2 separate regions of the Gossypium hirsutum genome follow, and region 1 is linked to region 2. Evidence: chromatin contacts called from public Hi-C data. All regions are on one chromosome and are shown on one strand. The core of a region is the stretch at or near the end of the contact, and the rest is flanking DNA. Distances in the headings are between cores, read along the strand shown.

What was found. A called contact is a pair of places that touch in the nucleus more often than the background predicts.
Region 1: a Hi-C map of leaf shows a contact between it and region 2, with 1.8 times the contacts expected there. The contact joins the promoter of LOC107946060 here to the promoter of LOC107946050 in region 2. A contact is called at or near these places in 2 of 34 Hi-C or Micro-C datasets (both in leaf).

The regions. Positions count from the first base shown.
Region 1 is chrD12:44,278,619-44,282,625 of Gossypium_hirsutum_v2.1, reverse strand. It overlaps LOC107946060 (pectinesterase), which reads left to right and starts at 1,454. Exons shown (of 3, transcript XM_016880248.2): 1 at 1,454-2,350; 2 at 2,441-2,601; 3 at 2,951-3,780. The coding sequence starts at 1,530. The coding sequence ends at 3,645.
Region 2 is chrD12:44,109,429-44,113,958 of Gossypium_hirsutum_v2.1, reverse strand. LOC107946050 reads left to right here and starts at 3,073. Exons shown (of 2, transcript XM_016880230.2): 1 at 3,073-3,869; 2 at 4,004-4,530. The coding sequence starts at 4,332.

The sequences.
Region 1 (4,007 bases), core at 205-2,704, 170 kb before region 2:
TTTATTAATTAATTATATATATGCATATATTTTTTTGTTGTGTTCATGTTATTTTTTGAAGTTTTACACATTACTAATTAATTTTATGTATATTTTGATGCAATCATAAATCCGGTATTATATTCTTGTTCATCCATATTTAGAATAACTTTGTCATGTCTATGTTTTTCTTAATATATATATATATAAATTTCACATCTTAGAAATAGAGGTGAATTTGAAGTGGCAGAGCCTTGCCTCCCCTCAAATAGAAAATTGATATTTAAGTTTTCTATAAAATGATAAAGTTAAAAAATTAATTTATGATAAAATTACATTTTGGTCTCCAAAAATAAAAATATATATATTTAATTCTTTAAAATGATGAATAATAAATTAATACATTATGTTTAATCCTTTTAAAAAAAATTTATTCAATTTTAACTCCTAAAAGAATTTATGGAGTCGCTCCTGCTTAGAAATTAATTGTATTTATATTTTGCCACATTGTGCATCTGAGTCACGCTTATATTACTTTCATTTTGTAAAATATTTTATACAATTTGTCATAATTATTCAAAATTGAGAAATTATTATTTTTATTAGTATTATATATCAATTTTTATCATATTTTACCTAATTTATCGTACATATTCAATTTGAAGAAAAAACATAAGTTCTTGTTATATTCACATTATATAGATTTTAACACATGATGTTTGTCATGTACACATACATATTTTTATGACACCATCAACATATGTTTTGATTATTTTACATTCTTTTATTAAGTATTAAGTTATGTCACATTTCCTATAATATTTCAAGATAATTTAGTTTTAATTTTAAATCCATATAATAACACTTTTGTATGTATATATATTATTCAATGTCTAAATAAAGTCTAATCCTTCTATCTGTAAAATAATAGAGATAATACATACTTGAGTGTGTTGAAACTCACATCCTCCAAATTATTATAATATTAATAATATAAATTGCTCAATTCACAGAATTTATTATATATTAATATAAAACTTTATTTTCCGGGAACGGGAAGAAAGGCAGGGATGTATCCTAGAATAATTGAAAGAGGAACCTTAATTACTTGACAAAAGTTTCCATATTCATTATCGTACGTGTGGACAGTTATTCACATATAATGTTTTAGTTTAAGGGATTCTCTTGACATTAAAAAAAGGAAAAGAAAAGAAAAGGCTTTTAGTTCGCAATCTACTCGTGTATTGTTGAGGAAAGATTTTATGAAACGGTTTTACTAAATCAAAATTCCCTTTTTACCGTAAAATTGTTTATATTGTGATCTTATTTGTAAAGATTTATTGTAAGATATTGAAATGGTCCGCACTGACTATGAGTGTTAATCTCAATTAAACCCGTTATGACACATTACCAAATATATATATGATTAAGGTCTGTAAAAATGTAAGATATACAAACACCTGTATTTGTATGTATATATGTGTGTATAAACTCACTCCTCCACTCTCTGTTCTCTACTTCTCTTCCATTTTTCAACATTGAAAACTAGCATGTACGATCTAAGTGGAAGATCTAATAAGATCATACTTGTTCTTTTACTTGTGTTGGTCCTCATTTCTTTGATAGTTCCTTTGGAAAAGAGCCCTGAAACTAGTGAAACCCACCATTTTCATGTCAATAATAATCTCCAAATTGCATACACAGCATGTGAAGGCACTTTATATCCCGACCTTTGCGTCGCCACTGTCTCCATTCTCCAAAATCTTGCTTCTAGATCACTCCCCGACCTTATCTCTGCAATTTTAATCCAAACCATGGACGAGGTGAGACTCTCTTGTGCCAACTGCACCGAGATTGAAAAGGGTCTCAAGAGTAACACCACCTTAGAATGGGCGGCCATAAATGATTGCATCGAGCTTTTTAACCATACCCTAGCCGAGCTGAGGGTAGCCCTCGCCGAGCTTAAACCGAAGAGGGTACGGCTCTCTAGGAACTACCATAAGATAAAGACGTTTCTAAGCGCGGCAATGACGAACCAGTACACATGTCTCGATGGGTTCCATGGTAGCAAAGGAAAAACTAAATACGTAATCAAAGAAGCTCTACATAACATATCTCATCATATCAGCAACTCTTTAGCGATGCTCAACAAAGTCCCTGGTGTCAACGAATCGAAACCCGTTGAAGTTTTTCCGGAATACGGTCGCCGGAGAAGATATTTCCCGGCGTGGTTATCGCATAAAGATCGGAAACTTCTACAAGCTCCAATTGACGCAACTGAGTTCGACCTTATAGTTGCCCAAGACGGTAGTGGAAACTTCACTACCATCGGCGACGCTGTTGCGGCAGCTCCGATACACAGCTACGAAAGGTTAATTAAATTTCTTAACAAATTCATAATTGATTGAGGGAGTAATCATGAGCTTAAATTGTTGAATGTTTTTGTTGAAATTGATTATAGGTTTGTGATATATATAAAAGCTGGTGCTTATCTAGAAAATATAGAGGTGGAAATGGAGAAAACAATGGTGATGTTTGTGGGAGACGGCATAGGGAAGACAGTGGTGAAGGCAAACAGAAATGTGGCCGATGGCCATACCACTTTCCGCTCTGCAACAGTCGGTGAGTTTCTAACTTTGAAAACTTCAAATTCAGTACTACAATTTTGTGTTTTTGTTAGGGTTAATATACTATAGGGCTTTACTGATTATTTTAGTACTGGAGTTGTAAATTTACTCTAAAAACCCTGAAATCCCACGATGGAGTTGTAAATTGAGTTAATTTGTTAGGTCAATTTCATAATTTGCTAATTAGTTGAATCAATATTTTTTATTATTGCAATTCAAAACAAATATTATTACAAAAATATCTCCTTTTGTTTTTTCATTTGAAAGTATGGAATCAAAATGTACTTTGGGACCATAATAATAATACTGGGTTTTCACATCATTGTTTGTATGGGGTCCTTCAGCGGTGATGGGCGACGGATTCATAGCCAAGGGGATAACCTTCGAGAACTCAGCAGGGCCAAGCAAGAACCAAGCCGTGGCATTAAGGAGTGGATCAGACCTCTCCGCCTTCTACAAATGCAGCTTCGTAGCCTACCAAGACACTCTCTACGTCCACTCCCTCAGGCAATTCTACCGAGAATGCGACATATACGGCACCGTCGACTGCATCTTCGGCAACGCAGCTGCCGTTTTCCAAGCCTGCAGTTTATACGCTCGTAAACCAAACCCAGACCAAGAGAACGTTTTCACAGCTCAAGGAAGAGCAGACCCGAACCAGAACACTGGGATTTCAATTTTGAACTGTAAAATCCGTGCCGATTCTGATTTAATCCCCGTAATATCATCGTTCAAGACGTATTTGGGGCGTCCCTGGAAAGAGTATTCGAGGACGGTTATTATGCGGTCGTATATAGATGATTTGGTGGATCCTGCAGGATGGTTGGAATGGAATGGGAATTTTGCTTTGAATACACTTTATTATGGGGAGTTTTTGAATAGAGGACCAGGGTCGGATACGAGTCGTAGAGTTACATGGCCTGGGTATAGAGTCATTACGAGCTTCGCAGATGCAAATCAGTTCACTGTTGGGGCATTTATACAAGGAAACCAGTGGTTGAATTCTACTGATATTCCATTCAATCTCGGCTTGAGGTGAAACCTGAAATTTAAATGGCGTAATTACGGTTTAGCCCTTTTTTCTTTTTTGTAAATATTTTGATCAATTGCCATCACATGTCAAATTGCTTATTTTCTACCATAACTAATAATAGAAAAACTCTATTTTAAAGTATTTGTTTATAAATTGTTTAGGGTTTTTTTATTTTTTATATTATTAATTTTAATATTATTTATTAATATGGGTGGTGAAAGTTTTCATAATATATATTTTTTAAGGATACCTTGAAATTCATGGTCGTCGAATTTAGGAGGTTTGTAAATACCTTTAAATTTTTTATGTCCTTTTCAAATTAGGGTAATAATTATTAGGCATAATTGTAAAAAAATTACCCTAAATGT
Region 2 (4,530 bases), core at 1,824-4,323:
TTCGATTCTAATTATTTTAATATTTATTTCTAGTGTACTATTCACTATTTCAAAAATTTTCCTAACTTCATATTTAACTTATACTTACTAAATTAATAATATTTTCTACCCATTTGTCGAATTTAGTGATCTCGAATCACCGTTCCGACACCTCTGAAAATTCAAGCCATTACATTTTTTTTTTCGTCGGATTTGTGGTCCCGAAACCACTGTTCCGACTAAGCCTAAAATCGGGCTATTACAAATGTCATTTTATGTTTATAGAAATGATTATGCCTATCAAATATGAAAATAAATCCAAGTACTTATTTATTTTTTAAATGTGTACAAGTAGATCAAAATCAAAGTTTTATATTCACATTTGAAACACAATCAAAGTTTTATATACATAATTAGTTTGATGTCTCGTGCGATGTACGGGTCAATTGTGTTATAATTAAAATATGCTATTTTTTTAGTTTTATGGTAGAAAGTATTTTAGTTATAATAAATCAGATATATTAGTGTAATTGTAATTGGTGGTTGAAAAGTTCCAACCCTTTAATCTAAATAAAAATTAGGTTGTTTACTCCATTGATATAAAACATAAAAAGTTATATGAATTTAATATGCTATGAATAATTGGTTGTGAAATACTAATGGGAAAATTCATCAAATGAGATAATGATGGGAAGATGTTGACAAATATTGATTTATATAGGTTTCCATAAATTACCATAATTGTATATGGTTAAATGTGAAACCAAATAATTCCCTAATTGAAGAAATATTTTATAAATTTCATGGCCAAAAAATAATGCGTATACTAATGTTAAAGATGTATTTTAGGAAACATTAAATTAATGATTGACCTTCGAAATTGCACTAATTTCAAATTTTAATTCGGCAATATATCAGAAATTAGAATATTGAAAAGCATGATATTGAATTAAATGCCATAAATTATCAACAAGTGGTTGGTGTAATGATAAGACATATTGCACTCTTAAGAGGAAGACTCAGGTTCGAACCTTGGGAACAAACATTGTAGGGAGGGATAACCCCAAACATGGACTCTAAAATATATATGAAGTAAACCAAATAAAAATAATTAAATGCCATTAAAAAGAATTGTAAGTAACAATTATTAAAAATAGTTACCATGCCGTTTTTTTTTTGGAAATTTTAAATGTAAAAGTTTGACAGTTTTTTGTCGAAACCATTCTTTTTTATTTGAAAAACGGGGATCGACTTTTAAAAATAAGAATGGGAGTCGCCACCAATCTTTTATTGTGGTGTGATCGGATCACCTTGAAAATAATTTTAGGTCTGCGAATTTTGAGAAAACAGGTTCGGGAGTCGGTTACGCACGAGAAAGGGTTAGCACCCTCGTAACGCCCAAAATTGGTATCGAATAAATTGTTTAATGTCTTAATGTCGAAGTTTTGAAAAGATTTTAAAACGCGATCCTTGGAAAAGAAAATTTGAATAAAATAAATTGGTCGATGAGATTCCCTTATTTCAAAGAAATAAATCGTCACACTCAGTAAGTTTGAGTGCAACATTTTAAATCCTCAAAATTAAATTTATCTCTTGACCTATGCGTTTTGAGAAGGATATCCGATTATTTGGATTAAATGAGAAAATCAAGACCCAGTAAGTTAGGGCTCGATTTCACAAAATTCCTAAATATCGAATATTGCCTTTATTATTATTTTAAAAATTCTCATATTGAGGAATCAACATGTCATGTCCAATACATTAGGACACGGCGTATCGAATTCCCGAGAATGAGCTTTTATTTATGTGTTTTGATTGAAGAAAATCTTCGATTATTTAGATTCAATGAGGAAAATTGGAACCCAATACGTTAGGGCTCAATTCCTTCGAAGATTCCAAATATCAAACTTTTCCTTTATTTTAAAAATCGAGATAGCAAAATGTCACATCCATTAAGTTAGGATTCAACACTTTGAAATCTCAAATGCTTAGTTTTAAAATTGAATGATTTTAATAAATTGAACACTCGAATATCTAAATTCATCGGGAAGAATCAAAGCCTAGTAAGTTAAGGCGCGATTCTTTCGAGAACTTATGAACATCGAGCTTTTAGGAATTAAGCAATAAAACAACTATAGTGCATTAATAAAATACAATTCTCGTAAAAAGGAACGTGATTGGATAACAATACATACAATATAGAATATGAAATACAATCTAAACTTAAACTAAAACAAATAAATAAGTGTTATACAAATATCAACATTGATGTTCAAAAGCTAAACAAATCTATCATCAATTAAAAATACACCAAGATAATAAAGAATGAAAAAATGTCCTACATATAAAAGTTTTAAAATAAATTGCACGCATGGACTCAAAATAAACTTGAAATAAGAGAATAACAACCTTAAGAAAATTGTATAAAGATTTATACAAACATTTAGCATATAGATATACAAAAATGAATTTTAAGCTATAACCTAAACAAAACATTAAAATATATACAAATTATACCAAAATCTTTATAAAAATATACATATTGATAAATAACAAATCAAATAGTAATATGTCAAGTTTGAAGATAAAAATATATAATAGATATATAAAAATGTATGATAAATTTAAAACATGTCAATAATAATTTAAAATAATAGTATATGATATCAAAATAAAACTAAGGATAAATTTAAAGCAATGTTAAGATTAAACAATAAATAATACTAGATCCTAAAAAACCATGTCAAAAATATGCACTAATTAGATTTAAAATTAAATTAATAAAAACTAAATTAGAAATAAAACATAATTTAAAGAAGAGAAGAAAATAATAATAATAATAATAATGTAATTAAAGAGAAAATGAAACAATAATAATAGTTAAAATCATTACATTAAGATTAAACAAAAATCTGAAAGGGCGAATTTAAAATCTACTTAAAATACAAGGACCAATGTAGCAATTAAATGCAAAATTAGAACATTTAGATCCAATTGATAAAACGACATCGTTCGCTCGTGGATCCAATTGGAATCCGAATCAGACATAAGGCAGCAATTAAGAACTTAAGAAAAACCAAATTGAAGTGAAAACAAAATGCAGAGGGATTCAATGCGCAAATAGCCCCTCAGACCCAAAACGCGCGGATCCTCCCCTCGGGTCCGGTCACCGCGCGGGTCGAGGGCTATCAAACGACCAATACGGCACCATTTTATGCACCAAATAAAACCCCCTTTAAACCCTAAAAACATATGTTAACAAACAGACATTAGCCTTCACCCCCTCTGCGTCGCTTCAGTGTCGAAAACCCCCTGCCTATTCAATCTTGGCCTGAACGGAGGTGGGATTCGGCAACGCACCGATCCAGGTAAGGTTTATCAACCCTTTTCCTTTTTTCTTTTCCTTGTTCTATATATATTCTTGTATATGTATGAAATAACAAAACAAACAAAAAAGAAAAGCAATCGGAAAACCGAATGAAAAAAACAACCTTTTTTGTATTGATTTTTTTTTGATACAATCTGCCTCCCTCTTTTTTTTACATTCGATTCTCTGCCCTTTTTTGTATCCGTGTGTAACCTCATACATGGTTTGAATCTTGGCTTATATAGCCGAAAAAAATAGAATAGAAATACAAAAATCCCCCTTCTGCTATTTCGTTATTTGGTTGCTATTTTTTGTTTTTCTTTGCGTCGCTGGTTTGTTGCTTCTATTGTGTAGGTACAATACCAGCCTGGAGCAAGTACGGAGGCTCACGTGGATTTGGCACGGAGGCACTACACGCGTGCAGACGCACCATGCGCGAGGAGGAGGCTTGGCTCTGCTGCGGCGGTGGAGGCTGAATGCTGCCAGGGTTCGCTGATTTCTGGTTTAGGCTAGTTGGGCTAGGGTATTGGGCTTAGGCTAATTGGGTTTTTAATTTTGTTTTTGTATTGGTTTTACTTATTTATCGGGTCGGGCAATATTGGGCTATTACAGTTTTGATTTAATAACTTTTATTAATAAGATTTCAAAATGTTACAGGTCATGAACGAGAGCATTGGTAAGGTTATTAAGAAGGTCCGACGAAAGGAGGATGAGCCGCCAGATGAGGAGGGGAGGCTGTTCAGATGGATTTTGATGTCCCTAAAAAGGTTTCCTTTAGAAACATGGTATTGAATTCATCACTAGAGACTGAATCTAAAAAGGAATCCTGGGTTGAGGATGATATTGAACTAACAGAGGAAGATGTCAAAAAAGAGATAGTGGATAATGTTTCATCCATTGATTTTTCTGAACGTGTTTATTCACTTTGAAAAAAGTATGGCCAGAATGGTAGTTGTAAAATTGCTTGGGAGGATGATTGGATATAATGCCTTATGGAAAAAAATGTGTTCCTTATGGAAACCGACACAGATTTCAATTGATGGATGTCAAGAATGACTATTTCTTGGCAAAGTTTGAGTCAATGGAGGATTATACGAATATTCTATCCAAGGGTCAATGGGTGATCTTTGGACACTATTTGATAGTTCAACCACGGTTTCCTAGTTTCACAACGCTACAATCAT